Regions from separate parts of the Mus musculus genome. Here region 1 is linked to region 2. The links are chromatin contacts, called in public promoter capture Hi-C maps. All regions are on one chromosome and are shown on one strand. The core of a region is the stretch at or near the end of the contact, and the rest is flanking DNA. Distances in the headings are between cores, read along the strand shown. Region 1 overlaps Tox (thymocyte selection-associated high mobility group box). Region 2 holds the start of Nsmaf (neutral sphingomyelinase (N-SMase) activation associated factor).

The links. Promoter capture Hi-C pulls out the DNA fragments that hold promoters and counts their contacts.
Region 1: a promoter capture Hi-C map of pre-B cells shows a contact between it and region 2. The contact joins the enhancer-like site here to the promoter of Nsmaf in region 2. A contact is called at or near these places in 1 of 39 promoter capture datasets (pre-B cells), 2 of 484 Hi-C or Micro-C datasets (centrocytes and pre-B cells) and 1 of 115 datasets of contacts at active chromatin or transcription factors (memory CD8 T cells).

Annotation. Positions count from the first base shown.
Region 1 is chr4:6,921,489-6,927,090 of GRCm38.p6, reverse strand. All of the region lies in intron 1 of Tox (thymocyte selection-associated high mobility group box), which reads left to right. Among named protein-coding and RNA genes, the nearest start is that of Tox, 67 kb to the left of the region's middle. Within about 2 kb of position 2,205, at least 92 of the 459 cell types and tissues checked have an H3K27ac peak or open chromatin away from gene starts, as enhancers often do. A contact at or near this core is called in centrocytes, memory CD8 T cells and pre-B cells, where this site is marked.
Region 2 is chr4:6,452,874-6,457,825 of GRCm38.p6, reverse strand. It overlaps Nsmaf (neutral sphingomyelinase (N-SMase) activation associated factor), which reads left to right and starts at 3,555. Exons shown (of 31, transcript NM_010945.2): 1 at 3,555-3,841. The coding sequence starts at 3,783.

The DNA.
Region 1 (5,602 bases), core at 956-3,455, 470 kb before region 2:
AATAGCACAAGAAAATCATGTATTTAACTTATAACATGTTTCTCTAATGTTATTACTGATTTTGAATTAGGTATCTTGATTTTTTTCATATGGTATATGTATTAAATAGATAACGGCCTGGTGTATAGTAGGCTGTCCAGAACATGGTATTGTAGTGTGTGTTCGTATTGCTCATGAATGACTAAATGAGATTGTATAATAATAGCAGTGAGGGGAAGAAACTATCTGCTAACATAAAGATAGGCCAAAGATATCACCAGGAAAGGACAAAGTGACCCGAGAACTGGGTAGCTCGGTGACTGTTAGTCCCACCTCTGGAAACCTGTTTTAGTTTTAACTTCCTGGTAAATCCTTTGAGCTTAAAGGAAAATGGAGTCTTTAAGTATTTTGGCCTCCTTCCATGGTAACCAAAAGTATTTAGTCAGAAAATACATGTATTTTTAAGTTCTGTAAAAGTCAACTTCTTACCCATTACTCACTTGTTGCTTACTTCCTTACATTATGACTTACTTATGCTAGAAGACACTTTTGTTTTCTAGGCAAGAGCATGAGAGAGAATGGAGCACAGGACCGCAGAATTTCGGGATTCTAGGAGTCTGTTTTTGAATCTTAACTGTGTTTAGTTTGCCTTCTGATTAGGAATCACCTTGGGTGTGATTCATACTGACCTTGTGTATTCTGTACTTCATGACCATCCAGCCAGTCCGTGCCACTGTTAAAGCAGGCTGCAGGTCAGAGCAGAATTGTGGCCTTTACACATCAAGCATGATTCCTTTACATCCCAGCAGCAAAATCTTCTCTCTCTCTCTCTCTCTCTCTCTCTCTCTCTCTCTCTCTCTCTCTCTCTCTTTCCCCAAGATTCAAAGCTTGCCTGGGAATTCCTCAAAACATAAAAATCTCCAGTTCCAAGACGTTTTTGAAAACTCTTTTATTACCACATCATATAGACATAGAAAATAACATATGGGTACTGGGGAGTTGAAACTCAAGTATTTTAAAGGAATGTAGCATATTAGCTTCTAAATATAGCTCATTGGAATAACGAAGAAAACACATATCTGTGGGCAACTAAAGAAGTAGAAATTAAGAAAGCAAAACCATATAGAAGTAGGAATAGAAAGCAAGCAGCTGAAAAACGAATGAAATTATACAGGAAAACTGAGATGAAGTCTTACCCTAAAGGCAGGAAAATGGTGAGAGTCAAATCCACTTAATTACCATAAAATAATTCAGTTCAAAGGTGAATGTATACCATTTTCCTCAGAAGAATATTATGTGCAGAACCAAATGGTCCTATGACCAAAAGAAAGAAAGGAAGAAAGAAAGAAGGAAGGAAGGAAGGAAGGAAGGAAGGAAGGAAGGAAGGAAGGAAGGAAGGAAGGAAAGAAGGAAGGAAGAAATCAAAACTGTGGCTTGCCAGTTCATCATGCAGCTAACACATGGTTTTCATGCTCTGCTATGTGTATTAAGAAGAAAACGGGTTGTATTTTGAGAGAGTTCAGGTGTAGAGTTTTAGAATACTCTATTACAGCACAATAAAAAAAGACTTATTTTTATCAACAGTTCTAGGTGAAAGGGGGCTGTACATATATCCAGTGAAAATATTTTCAAGCATAAAATGTTCTATCCCAAAGGGTTTGAATATCAAGTGTTACAAATACTCGTTCATCTGCCCTGTGTCTGCCTCACAGACACTTTGCCTTAGCCTATACCAATATGGATAAAATGAAACAAAATAACCAAACCAAAATACACCCTCAACTTTCCATAGTCAGCCTGGGACAGGTGGGAAATGGTGCTCTTGAAGAAACTTGCCCTTGGGAAGCCAAGTTGTGATGGTCAACCCTCCTGGCAAACGTGCCATTGGTTTCATCTATTTATATTTTCAGATCTGTTAATTATTCACAGTTTTGGCAGCACCGTTGCTTCATACACAGTTGGTGGCTGCCATCCACCAACACCCTCCAAGCCCATGTGCCTAATGCCATAAAAAAGAAAGTGACCTTCACTCCTCCCTCTGAAGCTTTAACAATACCGGCAATTTCCGCATATGACACAGCCACACAGTTTTATCGTGGAATGAGTGTTAACCTCTCAACATAATTCTGTGGTTTCTAAGTGTTCAGCCAATATCAGCTCAAGGAAATAGCTGTGTACAGAGAGGATTTGGTAGGCCCCAAAAGAGAAAAGAGAACAGAAAAAAGGAAGAATGTATTTTGTGGTTTTAAGTCTTATGGTTTAGGGCATCCCTTGGGGTTCAGTGCCATGAGCAGACAGGAAGTATCCATTCACAAGTTTCAGTCCCTCTATACTGTATTTGGTATCAGAATTTAAGTGAATTCAGGCCTGAGTGCCAGCATCCATCAGTTTCACATGATTAACCAAGACTCCATTCTTACCTATGTGGTCCTTGCAGAACCCCAGTACCATACGCAAATGAGAAAGAAAGAAAAAGAGCTGTTCTGCTTGGTTAGAGGTGTAATGTAATTGTTCAGGTGTGCCTGAGCCTCGAGCTTCTGTTGTTGGAAGGAAGTCACAAGTTACCTGCACACACTGCAACCATCTCAGAGATTCAAGGTTCCAAGTAACACCATGCAATAGCCATGAAAGTGTTGCCCTAGTTTGAAGGACATTGAGAACAGCTCTACTGTAATTGTCCATAAAGAAGGATTTTTCAAGTCATAAAGTATTCAAAAATTAGCTTTGTTATTTAGTTGACAATATTTTGTGAGGTTGGCCTACTGCCTAATAAATGAGCTTGTCTATTTACTACATTTAATTTTGAGATTTTTGTTTTGTTTTTTAGTTTTTTTGGTTTTTGCCTGTAGTACAGTAATAGGAAAATATTCAAGAATATAACAGAGTCAGAAGGTTTTTTAGATAAAGTTATGGATTCCATATAACATACTCCTATATTAGCATACATCTGATTGATTTGATTTTAAATTTATTAAATCCTTAACAATTTTGCAAACACCCAAGAAGGTAATTCTAAAACAGGATTTGTCAGACAATTGAATTCATAAGAATTGTCTAAAGAAACCTTTACTTTGAAAAGTCATGTCTATTGTTAAATTCTACTATGCTTGTTTGAAAAATAGCCATGTTACTACAGAGTCATACCCCATCCATGGTTTAAGCCAAGTAATAGCTCTGCTAAAAAGACTGGGTTTTTCTGTGTGTGTATGCATGTGTGCGTGTGTGTGTGTGTGTGTGTGTGTGTGTGTGTGTGTTGTAGATATATGTATCTTTAAGCACATAGACTTACTTTAGAGCTCTGTAGTCCAGAACAGGTATATGGGTTTATGTCATCATGGAGTGAGACTCCTGATCCTCTAAACTGTTTCATCAGAGTGAAATGCAAGTAGCTGCTGCAGACAAGTCAGTTATTCTCAGTTGCTCCTCCCATGTCTATATTGTGATTTAATTAGGGCAGTTTCTTCTGGCTTTGATTCTTTGACTTGGTCACTTCTGAAATGCCTTTGTCAGTTCTGTACTAGTAGCTGAATTCTGTTAAGGTAGGTGTGATAGCAAATGAAGCATCCAGACAAGCATCTTATACTAGATTAGTCATATTTTGGAATCTTTCATAGAGAAATTGTCATTGCCAGGGAGTTACTGGAGAATTGGGCAGTGACACTCGACGTCCAAGGTTCTTTGACTTCATCTAGTTATCAAAAGCCTACAGGTTTTGAAGCCATGCTGTATGCTGCTTGTATGGGGAAGGCCCTGCAAGGTCCAAAAGATGATGGGTTCCCCCCTTCCCCCCGCTTTCCTCAGCGAAGAGGACTCTGCTTTCTTCAGGAGTGCTGATTCACTACTTTTCCTAAGAGACCTTGGAGTTTTGTCACATAGGCTTTTGTTCCTTGGCCACAGCAGTGTGCTGCTGAGTTTCTGATCTTTCAGTAGTTGTATGCGGGCATGTATGTGAAGCTGATGTCTATGCTAGCAGATTTTGGTCCTGTTGACAGTTGTACAGCCAAATGGTTTGTTTATATAACTAACGATTAGTACATTAGCATGAATATTAACACACAAATTAGTGTTTGTTGAGCTTGATAAAACACTATTCTTGGCAGAGTTGGAGGTTAGATTTGCCTCTGGGAGGTCTGAACTGAGAATCTAGGAAAGTCTAAGACCCTCTGAGTTCCCTGAGAAGGAAGGAAATCAACACTTTCCAGAGACCAGTTTTTCCCCCTTCAAACTGCTGAGTTCTTATAAACACTATATTCCCTTTGTGAAAAGAAGCAGGCGGGAGAGTTCTAAAGTGAACTGGTTCAGAAGCCCATGAATGGGGTTTCTTGTTTAACTCAGCTAGCAAACTTGCTTTCTGATGAGTCTTATATGCAGCCTTAACGCTGTTGTACAATCCCACATTCCCAACTGCTACTTAGCTCAGAGCTCATTCGGGAGAGAGGCACGTATTAGGCCTGGAATACAGACAGTGTTCTAGTGCTCAAAAGAGAATTCAGTGTAGGATGGGTCACACTTCAGGGGCAGCATATTCTGTTTATTTCTTAATTATTGTTCAAGTAACTGACATTCTCTGTGAATTCTCATTAAGCAAAAACATCAAAATCGTTGCACTTTTGTGGGCTTAGTGTTTTCTCCTTTTCCTTTTTATCTTTTTGATTTTTATATTACTGCAGGTGAATCTATGCCAGAGAACAAAATAAAATGCTAATTACAACACCCTGATTCAATAAACAATAGTGGCCTCTTCTTTGAGAACACGGTCTTTTAAAAATTGTATTTAAATTAATTTTCTCTTTCTGAGAGCCAGGGGAAATACATACAGACTTCATAAACTTTGCTGAATATTTTTTGTGAAGAAAAAGAAACTGGACTATTGGAAAAGGGCAAGAAAATATATCTCGTTTTAGAAAAGGGGAAGGTATAAACAGGGTTGAAATCTTCATTTCTCCAGTCTAAGCTTGCCTCATTGAGTAAGGCACATTGGCACTAATGGATAATAAGCAACCCAAAGCCAACCGTGGTGAGGAGAGGGGAGTCTTGCGACAATGGCGTTTCCCACTACATGAACAGTCTGCGATTCATTAGGAGACAATTTGGAAAATATTTGATAATCATTCCTTTCTGTCATAACAGGCACAGGAACAATCCAATTGCTGCAAATTCATATCCAATCATTTGATTCAGGTTGGCTGCGCTTGACACGGTTTGCTTAATCAGGTTTGCTCGCACGTTTTAGATAAGTCCCCTAATGAATGACTGATGTGATTTGACATTACATAGGATTACAAGTCACTGCAGCTCTTAAGTGAGTTCTGGGTCTTTGGAGAATATTGTTTTGTTTTGGAAACTTGGAAGGGAGGTCAGAGGTCCTTTAGTCCAACTGTCGTTTGATCAGTGGCGAAAACACATCACCACTGAATGTCAGTTCTTATGCCTAACACTCCAGGATGGTTAGGAGAATTCTAAGTATCATGGACATGGGTCTCTGAGAACAGGGGAGCCGAGTGCTGTCTTTTATGGATGAAATTTTACCAGGCACCTCAGTTTTAGCTTTCCAGTGGAACCAACAGAGGAGAAATGCATAAAAATAAAAAGAGCAAGTCAAAACTCATGAAAGGAGAGGCTG
Region 2 (4,952 bases), core at 2,306-4,805:
AGCAATTGGGTAGGTAAAATACTGCAGACAGCAGCAATGTTAAATGCTGCTTTAGTATGCTGAAAGTGACCAGTGAATGTGGAGATTTGACATTGTAGAGGAGGTGTGGTAATGGAAGTGCAATTGAAATGGATGGAACTGATTGCAAAGAGGAAAAAATGGAGACAGCATGTGCAGATAAATATGTCAAGAAGTCCTGTGAGGAATGAGATGCTGGAAGCAAGTACAAGATAGGGGAAAGCTTATTTCAATCTTAAAAATATGTTAAACTCCCACCCAGAGCTCAGGGAACCCCACTTAAGAGAGTACAAGAAGAATAAGAACCAGAGGGGTTGTTCCATATGGTTAGTTTCCACTCCTTCAGTCCCAGCTTGCTCCTTCCTTCCAGTCTCCTGAGCATCTCCCACAGTGTCTCCCTCGAATCACTCCCTGCATCTCCTTTTATTCTTTTATTATTTCCAAGAATCCTCTCTTCCTGTCAGTGTCCCACTTCCTATTTCCTGCCTCAGCTCATTGGCCATAGGCTTTCTTATCGACAGGTGTTGCCTATGAGAGATTCTCTCTACACCCTCTGAATCAACTAAGCAAGGCCCATATCAGCTCCAAACACAGGGCCTACCTGGGTTTGCAATCATGTCCTCTGCGTATATATTGTAGCTATAAGCTTGGTATTTTTCTAGGCCTCTTGATTCTGAGAACAGAAGCATCTCTGACTTTTGTGCCTGTTCTTGGGACTTATTTCCTCCTGTTAGGTGGTTATGTCCAACTTTGAAATGATGATTTTTGCTTCATGTTATTATATTTTATTTGTCCTGTTTGGCTGTTATCTCTTAGTAGCTTGTTCTTTTCTAGTGAGAGACAGAAAGGGAATGGATGGGGGAACCTGGAGGAGTGGAGGGAGGGAAAACTTTAATCAGAATACACTGTATGGAAAAAATAATATATTTTAGTAAAATGAAAAAAAAAAAGTTACTATTCAGATGGGAAAAATCCAATACTGACAGAAGATAGATTGGCTAAGAGAATGACAGAAGAAAGCATAATTTCAGATTCTTGATTGCTGGGAAGAAACTTTGATAGAAACCAGAACATCTTTTATACACACACACACACACACACACACACACACACACAGAACACAGAACACAAGAGAAGAGAGGCCAGTGAGGTAGAGAGGTGTCAGGAAAGTGAGAGACTGCCAGCTCTCAGTTCTCTTAAATTCTTGTCCCTAACAAACTATTATAGCAGAAATCTCTCTCTTCAGAGCTAATGTTAAAGAAAGACCCTTTGAAAAATATTTCTCCCTTCTTTTTGTCCAAGAAACACCTAAAGTAGGAAGGACCACTTATAATCAGAAGTGCGCTGTTACAATAGGTGTGGGAGCTGAACTGAGCTCTGATGTGTGGAGGAGTAAATACTCTGAAGGGACAACTCAGGAAGGGCTCAGTGGCTCAGGAGAATTAGGAAAACAGAAAACTACAAAAGGCTGGTCAGGCAGCTTGTCTGCTAGCAGCAATTACAAAAGTTAGATTCTGTCTTCCCACACCCATTTCAAAAGAATGGCTTTCAGGACCTTGAAAGAGATACTTCTGAGCTGCAGGAGATGCATAAACATACCAAAGGAACAGAGGAGTGATTGGCAAATGTAAGCAGCTTGGGAGTGCTTTGTTGGTGGTGTGTGTGTTATAGGTGTGGAAATGAATTCATAGCTGTATGCTCCTGGGCTGTGTGCCCTTGGGAGACCAGGCATCAAAGCCAGGGCTTCTCACAGAACCCAGCACTCACTAGCCATGCTAGCCAGTTAGTTACTGCCTCAGACTCCCCAGTGTGTTGGGGTTACAGGCTGGACCTGATATGCTTCATTATTTTAATTGTTTTTTTCTCACATGGATGCCCGGATGCATATTCAGATCCCCGCCCACATGTGGCAGATACTTTGCTGGCAGCTATCTCCCCAGCCCCACACGAGTTCCAGCCTATGTAGACAGTAGTTGAGGACAGCAACAAGATCTCTTGGCAGCTTTGAACAGGTACTGAAAGGGGCTTAGGGCCATCCGGAGGAACCCTTAGAAATGATGCCAGAGCTTTAAGGCTCTTAATATGGAGAGGGAACGAGATGGAAGTCCCCCGTTTTTGTAAGCTAAGATCAAAGCTTGAGAGAACTCAGGACCTGGATAGAATTTGGCCAAGGAGAGACTCTGTCACTCTCCACCACTACCAGGACCACATCTTTCCTCAATGTTTAATGAAAAGAAAACTTAGATTCTGGTCTATTTTTTAATTACTTTATTCCAGCCAAATTAATTTCTCTCCTTTGAGTCCATAGCATCTACTATACTATTTGCCACACAGAAAATTTTCAGATGGTATCTTAGCCATTCTCATAATCTTATGTCATTGTGCACACATGCACACAAGCTCGTTCCCAAGGACCATTAGGGTAGTTACAGAGTCTGTGCAGCACTCGGATAAAAGGAAGAGATTCACTGACATAGGGTACTCAGGTCTCTTCAGTTATGACTTCCGATCTTCCCCCACATGCTGCCAGTGATGAAGGACAGCTAATTGTTGCCATTGTTGTGCTTTTTTTTCAACCCTGCAGAACTTGATTCTTAAGCCAACACTAGGAGTGTTTCAACACACACAACTTAGAGGCTTGTTATTTGAGAGTCCCTTAAAGGTAAGCAATATCCAGCGTATTCTCAGGGTATTGAGAAATCATAACCCCAATGAAATACGAGTCATAGTTGGCAGGACAGAATATAAAAGGTAAGTATTGTTGAAGGTAAGAACCTTTCTTTACTGCTAGTGGGAGTTAAATGGATACTTTGAAAGCACAGTAGCAGACTTTCAGAGTTCACAGATGGACTTATTAAAACAGTCTAGAAACTCCACCCTTTGATTTCGACTTCACTCAACAGAAATGAAAGCATTTACACACATAAACGGGTACGTGAATGCTTATAGCCAAAAGGTGGGAACACTGCTGTGCCTGGCAACTGTTGAATATATTAACAGGAATGCAGTGTGTGATACAATGGAATACACTTCCGTGATAAAAAGGAATAGAATGTTGACTTGTGCTATACCTCAGACGAACCTTGGAAGCATTGTGCTAAATGAAAGAAATCAGACACAAAGACCACATATTGTATGGATGTTTTTATTCTAGATGTCCAGGCTAGGCAAATTCACAGAGACAGAAAGTTAAGTACTGTTTTCTAGGGCAAAGGTTTGTGGAGATGCACCTAGGAGTAGTGATTGCTAAAAGGTAAAGGTTTCTTTTTGAGATAGTAAAAATATCCCATCACTGTGATAATAGTTGCAACCTAAATATGAATATTACTAAGAACCGCTACACCATACACGGGCGAAAAAAATAAAATAAAATCCCATCGATTATTTATTTCAAAGACTGAAATTTGGGACTAAACATCCAAAAACCTTGTTATTTCAAATCCCCGCCGCCAACGAACTGGGGGGCTCCCGGGCAGGTCTCAGGCTCACGTGGGAGGTATCCTCGCCGCAGCAGCGCTGCAGAGGTTAGTCGGGGCAGTGTAGGACGCGGCTCCCGCGGCCTCAGGTCACTGCGCGCCCCTCCTCCGGGCCTGAGTCACGGCGTCGCCCGAGTCCCCACGCGAGGATGCTGCGGTGAGCGCCGTCCGGACGCCGCGGGCCCTGGGGCGCAGCGTGGGGCTCCCGGCCGCCCGCCCGCCTGCCCGCCCGGTGCGGCCGCTCGGGACTGCTCGGGACAGTCGGCGGCCTGCGAGCCCTGGGCCTCCATGGCGTTCACCCGGAAGAGGCAGCGCGAGCAGCAGCTGCAGCTCTACTCCAAGGAGAGGTGCGCGGGGCGGGAGGCCGGGCCGGGCGGCAGCCGGGGACTCTCCTGCAGGCCGCGGCCGCCTCCGGGGCCGCAGAGCCGCGCGCGGGTGGGCCCGGCTGGCGGGGGCGCCTGGGGACGCGAAGGCAGGGCGGTCCCCGCGCCCGCCCGCCCGCCGTCCCACGCCGGCGTCTCCCCACCGACCCTCCGCGCCCTGCATGGGAGGCTGTTGGGGAAGCGCGTGCGGCGGGGCGGCCGCGGTCAGCCGCGGCCCAGGGAGGACGTGGGTAGAGCTCCGGCCTCCCTCAGATCCCGTCCCCGCACAGGAAAGCGCACTTCCGCCCCGTGGGTCCCTCCCAGGGCGGTTGGTTTTGTGACCCAGCTGTGGTTCCAGCGGGAACGCGGGCTACATTTTTGTTTGTTTGTTTTGAGATGCGGGTTTGTCTGTGGGAGCCGGGATCCGACGGTCACGTTGTTGCTGAGTGGATCCAGCGAAGCAGGCTATGCCAGGAAATGCAGGTGCAGCTTTTATTCTGGGTGCTCTGCGGAGGCTTCACCTGTAGCTATTGCTCAACCCGCCCTCTTCCCCAAGCCCCGCATCTCTCTCTAAGATGTAGTGGGCTGGCAGGGTGGTCCGCGCTGAAATTACCTTTCCACCTCCGGAATTTAAATGGAATTTCTTTGTCTGGCACCCGACGACTTGTTAAGACTTGTTGGTGCTCTGTGTTACATTGAAGAGCATTCAGATTAACATTTGAAATGTTTTAAACGCGTGGCCTGTCATGTTTCTAGGACTTAGTCATTTGTAACAATCCTGTGATAAACAGCGAAATCGGACAGGGGGTGTTTTGTCGTAGATTCTGACTTATTTTAATCGTCTTACGCTGCTCTGTAATGTTAGAGGAACTCGCTGCCCCGGTTATTTCCAGCAAATGCTGGTTTGTTTACATATTATGTACATATGTTCACAGTACTCCAAGGTAGGAGTGCTCCCAGCCCAAACATTTATCAGCTGCCAGCATCAACTCTTCCCTACACTCAGCACCAGCAGCTGATTTCTACTTCCTGATCACCCCAAATTTTTATTTTGAACGTAAACCAAGCAGATTCTTTATAAATCATAGAATCCATT